Linked DNA regions of Sus scrofa: region 1 is linked to region 2. The links are chromatin contacts, called in public HiChIP or PLAC-seq maps. All regions are on one chromosome and are shown on one strand. The core of a region is the stretch at or near the end of the contact, and the rest is flanking DNA. Distances in the headings are between cores, read along the strand shown.

Region 1 (6,458 bases), core at 909-3,408, 150 kb after region 2:
GCAGGCCGTGTAGACCTCCTGGGGAGTTAGGCTGTGCTGGAGGGTACAGAGGGTGGGGCTGGGAGCAAGGGTAGGTGTAATTCCAGGGTGGAAGCCGCTGGAACAGGTTCCCGAGCTCCTGGGCAAAGACTGGCGGGAAGAGCTGGGCTGTTCCCTGACCCCCCCCCCCCTTAGAATAAAACCCAAGCTCAGGGTCTCAGAGCCCAGCGTGCCCTGGCCCCACCCTCACAACTCCAAGCTCACTCCCACCTCAGAGCCTTTGCACCAGCTGCTTCCACTGGGCAAGGGCATCTGCTCCCAGCCTTCCGAAGGTCATCTCCGGAACTCAGGTTCCCGCCCAATGCTCAGCTCCTTGAAAGGGGCTTGACTGGTCCCCCTGTCTAGAGTGGAGAGCCCCCCAGCCCACCCCCTCCCTACTCCCGCCCAGCTGCTCGAGCCAGTGTGTGTTCCTGTGTTTATCCTCTAGCGCTAGGATGTTGGCTCTACCAGCATGGGACCTTGCCTGTTTTTGTTTTTTTTTTTTTTTTTTTTTTTTTTTTTTTTTATTCTTCCTTTTTAGGGCCACACCTGTGGCATATGGACGTTCTCAGGCCAGGGGTCAAATTGGAGCTGTAGCCACTGGCCAGTGCCACATCTATAGCAACACTGGATCTGAGCCTCATCTGCGACCTGTGCCTCAGCTTGTGGCAACGCTGGATGCTTAACCCACTGAGCAGGGCCAGGGATTGAATCCGCATCCTCGTGATTATGAGTCGGGTTCGTTTCTGCGGAGCCACAACGGGGACTCCCCACTGAACAGAGCCTGGCACACGGCAAGGGGTGAAGGCCGGCAAGGAGCCCGTCCTGGGTGGGCGGATCTGGGCTCTGGTCCTGCCGTGTGGCCACAGGTCCCCGCTGCTTGACCTCAGGGATTGGAGTCACACAGGGAGGCAGCTAACCTGCGGATCCCAAGCCCCGCCTTGGCCCTCCGGGAGGCGGTGTGGCAAGGTCTGCTTTGAAACCGGCCATCTCCGAGGACAGGTTCAGGAGGCTCTGGCTCAGTTTTGCTCTTTGCTCTCGACTTGGACAGACCCCTCCTGGCTGTGTGAGCCTATGAGCCGTCTTTGCCTCAGGTTTGCCGTCTGTAAAATGGGTTCAGGAGGATTCGAGGGCCCAGAGCAAGTGAAGGAGCTCGCAGAGCCGGCAGGGAGCAGGGGCTGACCCAGCCCTGCTGTTGTTCTTCCAGAACAAAACCTGGCTCTCTGCCTTTGGCTGTCAGGGCACAGAGGATGGAAACAAATTAATCAGCCGAGGTACTGAAGTTTTTCCTAAAGGCTTCTTAAGTTCTGACCCCACAGCTGGGCTCCAGGTCCTGGCCCAGCAAAGTCCTCTCATGGCTGCTGCCCTGAACAGGTGGGGTGGCTTTGTGCTGGAGGCCTCGGGACCCAGCCATGGGTGCTGCCCAGTGGGTCTCTCTCCAGGTGGATAAACACCTGCCTTCTGGAAGTCCCTCCAGCCTCTGGGAGCGACTCCAGCTCCCCAGGGAGCGGGTCTGCTTTGGGCCTCAGAGGGTAGAGGGCCTGGGACCCCTTGAGGACAGCCAGCCAGCCAGCCTCTGGCGTCCACGGCGCCCAGAGTCCTCCTGCCGGGCAGACTCAGAGGAGCGGCTTCTCTCCGCTGAACTGATTCAGCCCCAAGGCGGTCACTGCGCTGCGTGGGTTCCTTGCGTCTTGGTTAAGTTGGAAACATTCCCTTTTCCCCGGTGCTACCTCCCCAGGTGAGCTGTGTTCTCCCCCCAGGTGAGCCGTGGTCTCCGCCATGCTCGGCTTGCCCTTGGCCTTGCAGTGGACCCGCAGGCAGGAGTGAGGGAGGCTCCGGCTGGCAGCTGAGGTGGCCAGAAACTCAAGATGGGCATATGATATAAATAGTCTTGGCAAGTGTGCCTGGGGTAAAAATAGAGCTAAGGGGATCTGCCGGGGCTGTCCCCAAAGGCCAAAGGGCTGGACCCCGCTTGGGTGGGGCCAGCTGGTCAGGACAAAGGGCCTGGGCTCGGGGAGCTCAGCCAAGCGTGGACACGGTGGGTGTTTGCTGCCCCTGGGCCAGGCCTGAGCTATGCCCTCTAGGGGCTCCTGCTGTGACTGTCCCAGGCTGACAGGCAGTGTGAGCAGGCACCCAGGGCTGTGGCCAGAGGAGGGCACTGTGCCCCCACCCAGGCTGGGATGGGGGGGGCAGGGGAGCGGGCAGGGAACGACCTGTACTGAGCCCAGAGGCAGGTCCAGAAGGTCCCGTCCCTGGCCCCAGAGGAAGCAGGCAGGCCCCTGGGGAGGCTGATTGAAAGGCCTTGGCATCCTAGAACCAAGAGCCCTGCCGTCCTTATTGGAACCAGAGTCGGAGCTCCCCTACCCCAGAACCTCTCCAGGTGGGAGGGGCCTCTGCTAGCTCTGTGTCCCCCCTCCCTCCTGTGGCTCCCTCTGTCCTACCTGTCTGGCCTCAGACAGCCACCCTGCCGGGCACATGAGCCAGTGCCCAACAGGGCAGCGTTTCCCCGGGGCAGCTGAGCTGGGAGGACCGTGCCCCCTCTGCCACCCACCCTGCTGCTTCAGGCCCCTCTGAGTTGCCACCACAGGCCCTTCCTCGGCCCCCCCTGGGTGCCTGATTCTCGGCTTCTGTGCCACTCGGCCGGGGCTGGCGGGGATCTGGGTGGGCCAGCCCTCAGGGCTGGTTCAGGCAGCACCTCGTCCCTGGCACTTTGTCCCAGCTCCTGCCCCACCAGGCCCGCTGCTTCCCCTGGACCAATGAGATGTGTACACGGGCTCTAGCCGGCGTGTTCCAAGCCCCTCCCCGTCCTGACCCTCCTTCAGCCTAACCCCTTGCCGGTCCTGTCCACACTGCGGACGCCCATGCAGGCAGGTGCTCCTGTGCTGCCTGTGAGTGGGTCCCCACCCTCTTCCGGAGCAGACACGACTGCATAAAGGCATTGAGGCTGCCCTCTGTTCGCTCTTGGGCCCCCGGGTCTGGGGGAAGTCGGGTACCATGTTGTGGGGACACTCAGGCAGTCCCGGGGAGGGGTCCAGGAGACCAGGATCTGACACCTCCGGCTGACAGCCTCGTGAGCGCCTCACCCTGGAGGGGTCCTCCAGCCCCACCAAGCTTCAGGTGGAGCAGCCCTGGCTGACAGCTTGACTACAGCCTCATGGGAGACCCCGAGCCAGAGCCACGAAACATAGCTCTTCCTGGATTTCTGGCCCAGAAAATGTGAGATAATAAATGATATTGTAAGCTTCTAAATTTGGGCATAATTTCTCCTGCAGTAATAGATAATTGATTCACTTCCTTGCCACGCTTGGGCTGCAGAGGCAAGGGTAGTATCAAGTTATTTTTGGGTCCCAGCACCTAACGTGAGGCCGTACAAGGAGGTGTGCCCTGGAGTGAGTGAACAATTGACAGCTTCCTTTCCCCCGTCACAGACATGCTGGGCCTCAGCCCCGCTTTGGAGAGAACTTCACTCCTCAATCCAGTCCCCTGGGGTTTGGATCTGGGTGGTGTCAGAGGTCACCCGGTCCAGGCAAGTCACCAGGTGGAGGGACCCTCTCAGCCCTTCCAGCCAGGGGACCCCCGGGCTGAAGATGCTGTGTCCTGGGCAGGCTGTGAAGGTGGCCAGCGGGAAGTGCTGCAAGTAGTGACGGGAAGGGCTTGGCTACGGCTTTGGTGCCAGGGAACTGAAGAGACAAGGCCATGACGTGCCTGGGGGCAGGCCTGAGGCTGCTGGCTGGCACTCTGAGGTTCACTTCTGCTCTGTCTGACAGCTCCTGCCGGGAGCCTTCAAAGTCCCTACCAGCGCTAACCCTGCCACAGGCAGCAGTTGACCCTGTGTGCAGATAGGGAAACTGAGTCACGGGGTTGCGTTCACTGGTGTCCCCCACGGCAGAGCTGGGCTCAAATTTCAGGTCTTTCGCCAGTGTCACCGGCTGTTCCTCTCTGGCCCACGGTATCCTCACCTGTAACACAACGGTGGCTCCAGGGGGCCTGGAGTTTGGGTCTGATGCCTGGGCTGAGCTCAAGCTAAAGGCAGTGGTGTCTGGTGCCCCTGGTGGCAGGAGTGGGAGCTGCAGCTCTTCCTGTTGGCCTGTTGCCAGCGTGGAGGCACAGGCAGGGGAGACTGCAGAAAACGCTTTGTCATATGCTTTGCAAACCCGAGGTCCTGGCAGCCAGGGCCCTAACCCCTCAGGATGTCAGTGGGAGGCCCGAGTGTCTGGGAGCACCGAGGTGGGGGCTTCTCTCACCTAGAGCCAGTCACACCTTAGAGATACACCAGCCACCGCCTGCCTGTGGCCGTGTGGTCTGCAGCAACCAGCTGGGCATTATTTGATCCAGGTAGAGCACGGCAGGTGCCAAGCCCAGAGGAGGCATACTTGTCTCCTGTCCCATTTTACAGAGGAAGAAACTGAGCCTGGGGGGGCTCCGTGGTTTGCTCCCAGTCATAGAGTGAGACGGGAGTGCACCTGGGCTCTTTTGACCCTGTCCAGTCCTGCCAAGGAGCTTTCTGGAAATATCGGGGCTACTGATGTCCGGAGTCCGCCCGGCCCTACAGGGCCCACTCTGGATTCCAGAGTCCTTTGCCTGGACGTTGCACCGCCTCTCTGTCCCTGCAAATCTTGCCCAGATGGCAAAGTATGTGATAGTTCAAAATAGCTCAGGTATCTTTTTTTGTTTGTTTGTTTAGGGCCACACCTGCAGTATTTGGAAATTCCCAGTCTGCATGAATCGGAGCTGCAGCTGCCGGTCTACACCACAGCCATAGCAACACCCGATCCCAGCCACGTCTGCAACCTACACCACGGCAATGCTGGATCCTTAACCCACTGAATAAGGTCAGGGATCGAACCTGCATCCTCATGGATGCCAGTTGGGTTCATTACTGCTGAGCCACAACGGGAACTCCCAGCTCAGGTATCTGCGACCCAGCAAATTCCTCTCTGAAAACATGCCCGTTGAAACACAGAAGACCCCAAAGTGTGATTATTGGCCCACTCTCTGTAACACAGGGGAGTAACACGTGTGTATAAATACAATCACTAGCCCAAAGTACATCGCAGGCAAATTAAGTCCTAACGGTGACATTTAGAGAATTTACTGCCTGTAGGCTTGGCTCCAGGAGCCCTGAGGCAGCTGACCCTTTTGTCCTCCCGAAGCTGTCGGATGAAAGACAACAGAACCGCCATTCTTCAGACAAGGACACTGAGGCCGTGGCAGGTGACCCAGTGAGAAATGCAAGGTAAGGGCCATGCCCTGGCCGCGTGGCTCTGCCTCCTGTCCACCCCTGGCCCGGGCAGGGTTCATCTGTTTGTGGACTTGCAGGAGAAGGAAGTGAGTCTGCAGGAGGCAAGTCACAAAACAATAGAAAGGAAAATGGGTTTTGCCTGCATCCTGCTGGGAAGCAGACCTGGGCCTGGGCAGCCCCAGGCCGCTTTCACTTTCTAGGCTGGCTGCCTCTCTTTGGTCTGGAGTGTTTTTTTGTTTGTTTGTTTGTTTGTTTGTCTTTTTAGGGTCACACCCACAGCATATAGAGGTTCCCAGGCTAGGGGTCCAGTTGGAGATACAGCTGCCAGCCTACACCACAGTCACAGCAACGTGGGATCTGAGCCGTGTCTGCGACCTACACCACAGCTCATGGCAATGCCAGATCCTTAACCCACTGAGCAAGTTCAGGGATCAAACCTGCAACCTCATGGTTCCGAGTAGGATTTGTTTCCCCTGAGCCATGGAAAAAACTCCGGTCTGGAGTTTTTGTTAATAACTGTGGTTATTCCTTTTGTTATAAAATGTAAGAATGCATTTTAGGATGTGTCAAGATCCTCCATGGCACCTCGGCCGGCCAGCAAGACCCACCGCCCAAAATTAATGGGGCCCATGCCTCCCTTTTCCCGGAGTCCTTTGCGCTGGCTGCCGTTGGGGCCCAGGTGTTTGTGCCACGTCTGTCTCCCCCTAGAGGCCGGCCCAGAATTCCTTGCTCGGGCCTTGTGGGGCCGCACGCGGTGGGGCTCTGCTCTTGGTGGCTGAGGCCTAAAGCCAACCTTGCTACTAATAACTCTAACCCTTCCCATGGGAGGGGCGCCCCTGGCTCTGTCTCCTGCCATCTGTGTGAGACTCAGAGAGGTCACTGCACTGGTCCAAAGTCACACAGCTGGGAGAGGTGGAGTCGGCAGCCAAATCCAGGCTGACTGTGCCTGGCCTGTGGTCTCCCCCAAACCATGTGGGGTTCTTCTGAGCCCAGCCTCCTGTCCACCGGCCTGCAGATGGCCTCCTTGCCAACTCTTATGTCGGGTGTGAGCAGATGCTGCTACCTTGGGTCCATCTGTCTGTCAGTCCATCCATCATCCACCCTCCTCCCGTCTTTCCGCCCACCTGTCTGTCCTTCCATCTGTCAGTCCTGCTCTTGATCTGACCCTGCCCGCCAGAAGCTGACAGCTGGGTGGGGA
Region 2 (5,789 bases), core at 2,518-5,017:
CTCTACCTCTGAAGGGCCCTGGTCCCGCAGGAATCCCCGACCCCGACGTTTCTCCAAGGTGGAAGCAGCTTGTTCCACGCAAGAATGGGCTGAGCGGCTGCTGCGTGCCCACGCGGCGCCAGCACCAGCGCCGCCCCACCTCGCTGTGCACAGCCCCACACTCACCCCTTCCCGCCTCCCTACAGAGGCAGGGCCCGCAGCCGGGCCCCGCGCCCCCTTAGCAGGTCCAAGGCTGGCTGTCAGCAGCTGGGGCCTTGTCACGTCCCCGTCTCTAGACTCCTCGAGCCCCTCCTGCCCCCGCATCTCAGCCCCAGAGGCTGTGGTGCCAGGTCCCCACTGGCCCAGCCTTTAGAGCAACCCAGAGGTTAGCTCGGGGCTCTGCGGAGCTGCCTTCCAAGCAGCCACTTGCACGGAGGTGGGCCTGCCGCTGGCTCGGCAGCGACAGGATGCGGCGGGGCAGCCTTGGCGTCTGCTTCTCTGGTAGCCAACGACGCCTGAAGGTTGTGCCAGGAACCTCGCCGGGTGCCGTAAGAACCAGCCATCCTGAGGTCAAGTCTGCCGAGGCCTTGGGTCCCAACAGCCAGGTGGGCTTGTCCAGCCTCGGGGAGAGCTTGGTCACTCGGCCACACGGTCACCTGAGCCTTCCTGAGGGCTCCCTGCCCGGGCGTCTGCACAGCAGGCCTGGAACCTGTCACGCTCCACCTCTGTCAAGTGGGGCCGCGACTCCGGCATCCAGAACCCGGGTGGGACAAGGAGAGCTCACTGCCGGGCCCGGGCCAGGCGCCAGCGACACCCGGCTACGGCCGCGTTGTTCTCGCTCCGAGCAGTCAGGCCCACTCTGCTCCCATTGCTTTTCAGACAAGTGATGGAGCAGCAGCAGCAGCGCCAGGAGTCTCTGGAGAGAAGGGCCTCAGGCACAGGTGAGAGCCCCTCGGGCCTGCTCCCCATACCGTGCCCAGCTGGCAGCCCTGTCACTTAGGTGGTGCCCAGGGACACACTGGGAACTTGGTGACATGCTGCAGGTTGTACAGGCCTCGAAGTTTGACAGCCACATCCAGTGGACATGGGGAACAGAGAAACAGAGCAGAGGGTGTGGGGATCCCTCACCCTGGTCCAGCCACCACCACCCCACCCGCCGTTCCCCGAGTGACCATGTCTCAGGCAGTGGCCTAGGCAGATGCAGACCCTGCCCAGCGAGGTCACTGTCCAGTCACGGGGACCGACATCGTGGGGCACGTGCGGTGACCAAGTCAGTGTGGGGGGTAGAGGCTCGGGGGTCAGGGGTCGGGGGAGACTGCGGGGGAGGCGTGGCTTCAGTCCTGCCCGGGAACTGCTCGGCACAGCAGAGCAGAAGGGAGTTTGGAAAACGGTCACGTTGATTTAAGTCCGGGGCTTTCTGAGTCACACAGGCCTTTCGTATCCTCTGTCTCCCCTGCCCCCCCGGCCTCTCAGCCCCCGTGAGTGAGCGGGGAATGCTCTCCTTGCTCTGCCCGCCAGGATGCTGGCTGGCGCCACCTCCTCTCAGCTCTGCTATTGCAGGCACACCGGCGCTCCTGCTCCCGCTCTGCCCCCGCTACGCTTTCCTAAAGCAGGCCTGACCCTGTCCTCAAGTCGGCCCTTCCCTGTCCCTCGAGAAAACCCAGTGTGCAGGCCTGGTCCCCGCAGACCTGCTGCCCTGCCCCCGGCGCTCCTGCTGCTCCTCCCTCACGCCCACCAGACTGAACTCTGTGCTCAGGCCCGGCCACCCGTTGTTCCCTCCCTCAGGAAGCCTTCCATGGACCTCCAGCCAGGCTGGAGCCCCTCTCCATAGGCCAGGGTGGCGTTTGTCACCCTGCCGGTTACAGGTGTGCAGTCAACCTGTGTGATCAGCTCATGCTTCCTCCAGGCCACGAGCAGAGGCACAGGCAGCGTGGATGGTGGGCAGGGGACAGGAGGCTGCCCACATGCAGCGTGGCTCCTGGACACACGCCCCAGTTTGCCCTGCGGCCCACGGCTACCTGCCAGCTGCCTGACCCAGAGGCCAAGGGTCAGTCCCCATTGCCTCTCAGGGACTCACGTCTGCCAGTACCTAGGAGGGTGCTGGGTGCCGAGAGGGAAGAAAATGCCCTTGTGCTCCGGGGAGCTTCCTCTCCCGCCGGAAGGCCGCACTTGAGCAAGAGAGTTCGCTGAGCTCAAGGGACGCTAAGCGAGGGTGCGACACTGGGGGTCCAGCCCTGCCCCAGAATGTATGGAGGGACTGGACAGGGGCTTCTTGGAAGAGGCAGCCTTGAGCTGCTCCTCGTCCCTGGAAGGAGCAGGCCACCCTCTGTCCCTGCGCCCAGGCAGGCACCAGCCGGGGCTGGGGACTGACCGAGCCCACCGTTGTCTTCCAGGACCCCTCCTGCCACCGGGACACCCCTCCTCCGCAGCCAGTGCCCCCCTCTCCTGTAGCGGGCCTCCACCGCCACCCCCACCCCCCGTCCCACCTCCGCCCACGGGGGCCACACCGCCTCCCCCACCCCCACTGCCGGCTGGAGGCGCGCAGGGCACCAGCCACGACGAGAGCTCCGTGTCGGGCCTGGCCGCCGCCCTGGCTGGGGCCAAGCTGAGAAGAGTCCCGCGGGTAAGCAGCCCCGGCAGGTGGCGGGGGCGGGCGGGGGGGCAAAGTGCCACCCTCCCCATCCAGACGGCACGTCCCAATCCTTGGTCACAGTCGCTCGAGGACGCTGGGCCGCCCTGCATCTGGAGCAGTAAGCACACGAGGTGCTGCTCCCTCCTCGCAAGTGGGGGCAGGTGACAGCACCTCGCAGTTGAGGAAACTGAGGCACAGTCTAAACGACCCGTCCAAGGCTCGCAGGGCCTCCCTCGCGGGGTCTGGACACAGGCCCTGGGTCTCCTGAGTTCACATCCACAGCCTTCAGCTCCCTCGGGCAGGCCCATCTGTCCTGGAAGGCGGTGCTTCTGGGAGAAGGCTGTGCGTGTGGCCACGGGTCTCAGATCACCCCTGGGGCAGAACTGGCCCTCCTCCCCCTCATGTCACGGTCACCTTGGCGAGAGCGCTGACCACGCACCTGGGGGTGTCTGTGAACTCTGGGCCTCGGTCCCAGCCGCTCCCTGGACTCTGGTTTTGTCGCCAGCAGGGGAGTGGGAGGAGGTGGGACTAGGCCCTCCAGCCTCTCCCAGCACTGCCGTCATAGGGCTCCCACGTCCCCACTCCCACGCGGCCCTGGCCCCCCCCCTCGAGCAGTGTCCTGCCGGGGACCTCAGACTGAAATGCCGCACCCTCTGCCCTCAGCCAGAAGATGCGCCCGGAGGCTCCAGTCCCAGCGGGACCTCAAAGTCTGACGCCAACCGGGCGAGCAGTGGGGGTGGAGGAGGAGGCCTCATGGAAGAAATGAACAAACTGCTGGCCAAGAGGTGAGGGTTCAGGCCGCCCCAAACTCAGCACCTGTTGCTCACGACAGCCAGAACACGCTGGCCGGTTCCCAGGGCCGTGGCTTGCTGGGCACCAGAGGGCCTCGCTCGTCAGAATGCGCCTTGTCCAGAAAAAGCAGCCAGAGGGGCCTTGCTCCACCAGTGACCCCTCCTGCCTTCTCTCAGGCTCCAGGCTCTTCCCGCTGCCACCCACCCGGGCAGAAGCCCTCTGTGCCTGGTGGTCATAAAACCCACACGGCCCTGCAAGGACACGTGGGAAACAGGCCCCTGGAGCCGGTCACGGCCAGGGCTGGCCCAGGGCCTCCCTGCACACAGCGGGGACGGCACAGAGGGGAGCCTGCCTGGAGGAGATGGAGCGGCAAGGCGGGCCCACAGTGCAGGCCGACATCTGCGAGCCTCAGCAGGGCCTGAGCTTCGAGGCGCCCAGGCAGGGCAGACTCGTGGACGGTTGGCAGACAGTGACTGAAGGCGTGCAGGGTGACAGTGGCTGCACAGGGATCCCAGGGGAGCCAGGAGGGCTTCACAGAGGAGGTGCTGCGGGCTGAGGCAGGAGGAGAGAGTGCTGCTCCCAGGAGGTGCCCCCAGGGCACAGGACGGAGCTGGAAGAAAGAGCCTCGGGCTCCCATGGGGATTCCATCCCAGAGGGGCCTCGGGCAAAAATAGAAGGTGTTTCTGAAGAGAAAATATTCACACTCCCCCAAGTCCAGTGGCACTGTGTTCACATCAACAGCTTGGCCTCCACGGTCTAGAACAAAAGCAGAGGAGGTTTCCGAGAGCAGGAGACGGCTGGTGTGTCAGGAGCCAGTGAGGCGCCAGGTGCAGGTGGCAGAGCAAGACCCACCAGGAACAAATGCCCTGCACGCCTGGCAAGCTCGGTCCTGCTGCTCTTAGAATCCACCTCTGTGCGGGACGCTGGGTGGGGCCGGCAGGGAGCTGCCCTCACAGGCCCTTTCTTGGAACGAAGGTCCTACTGGCGTTCCAGCCCCCTCTGTCCGAGGACCAGAGCTGAGTGCTCCCGGGGACTGGAATGGCCTGCTCTGCTGTATGTTTTTATTTTTATGTTTCATTCCAGTCGATTTACAATGTTCTGTCAATTTCTGCGGTACCGCAACGTGGCCCTTCCTCAGATCTCCTCTTCCCTGTCGTGTTCTGTTCTGTCACAAGGGCTTGCGTAGAGGTCCCTGTGCTGGACAGCAGGACCTCACTGCTCATCCATCCTAAATGAAGTAGTTTGCATCCACCAACCCCAAACTCCCCGTCCCTCCCACTCCCTCCCCCTCCCCCTTGGCAACCACAAGTCTGTTCTGTCCGTGAGTCTGTCTGTTTCTGTTCTGTAGGTAGGTTCATTTGTGCCTCTTTTCTTTTTTTTTTTTTAAGGGCCGCACCTGTGGCATATGGAAGTTTCAGACTAGGGGTTGAATCGGAGCTACAGCTGCCAGCCTACCCCACAGCCACAACAATGGGGGATCCGAGCCATTTCTGCAACCTACACCACAGCTCATGGCAACACTGGATCCTTAACACACTGAGCAAGGCCAGGGATCGAACCCGCTTTCTCATGGATGCTAGTCGAGTTGTTTCCACTGCACCAACATGGGAACTCCATTTGTGCCTTGTTTTAGATTCCACATATAAGTGATATCATGTGGTGTTTAGCTTTCTCTTCCTGACTCCCCTTACTTAGCATGAGAGTCTCTAATGGAAACGGCATTATCTTGTTCCTTTTTATGGCCGAGTATGCCATTGTATGTAGGTACCACATCTTAATCCATTTATCTCCGGATGGATGGACATTTAGGTTGTTTCCATGTCGTGGCTCTTGTGAATAATGCTGCAGTGAACATAAGGGTGCATGTGTCTTTTTGAATGAAAGCTTTGTCTGGATGGTTGCCCAGGAGTGGAACTGCTGGATCACATGGTGGTTCTATATCTCGTTGTCTGAGGAACCTCCGTACGGTTGTCCACAGTGGTTGTACCAATTCTGTGGTCTGTTTTTAAAAGATCGAACACTGGCTCTGGGTGGGAGCCGAATGTCCCGGGCAGTGGCAGGCCATGGCGACAGATGGTGCTTGTGCTGAAGGCAGGGCACTGCCAATTGGAAGCAAAGTGCAGAGATAGACCAAGGGGCGAGCTGCTGCGAGAAAAGGGTTGGGCCCAAGTCTGGGCTTCGAGGAGGAGCCGCAGGTGGCTAGACCTGTCCTGGGGTAAGCAGAACGAAGGAGGAGGCCCACGGTCCTTGGCCACAGGCCAGCTTCCCCCTTGATGGGCCACTCACCTCCTGAGGCCAAGACTTGCATGTCCTGGTGGCTTCACAGAGCTGCAGACCCCCAGGGCCATGTCATTGGAGAATAAGAAGGGCCTGACCTGTGTAGACA

What was found. HiChIP or PLAC-seq counts read pairs in DNA pulled down with a chosen protein or histone mark.
Region 1: a contact with region 2 is called in an H3K27ac HiChIP or PLAC-seq map of skeletal muscle. The contact joins two enhancer-like sites. A contact is called at or near these places in 1 of 47 Hi-C or Micro-C datasets (fetal liver) and 1 of 2 datasets of contacts at active chromatin or transcription factors (skeletal muscle).

What each region holds. Positions count from the first base shown.
Region 1 is chr7:121,194,898-121,201,355 of Sscrofa11.1, forward strand. No RefSeq gene overlaps it. Among named protein-coding and RNA genes, the nearest start is that of MIR345-1, 4.4 kb to the left of the region's middle. Within about 2 kb of position 2,159, at least 23 of the 83 cell types and tissues checked have an H3K27ac peak or open chromatin away from gene starts, as enhancers often do. A contact at or near this core is called in skeletal muscle, where this site is marked.
Region 2 is chr7:121,039,129-121,044,917 of Sscrofa11.1, forward strand. EVL (Enah/Vasp-like) reads left to right here. Exons shown (of 14, transcript NM_001244777.1): 5 at 859-920; 6 at 2,373-2,602; 7 at 3,275-3,396. Among named protein-coding and RNA genes, the nearest start is that of MIR342, 20 kb to the left of the region's middle. Within about 2 kb of position 3,768, at least 3 of the 83 cell types and tissues checked have an H3K27ac peak or open chromatin away from gene starts, as enhancers often do. A contact at or near this core is called in skeletal muscle, where this site is marked.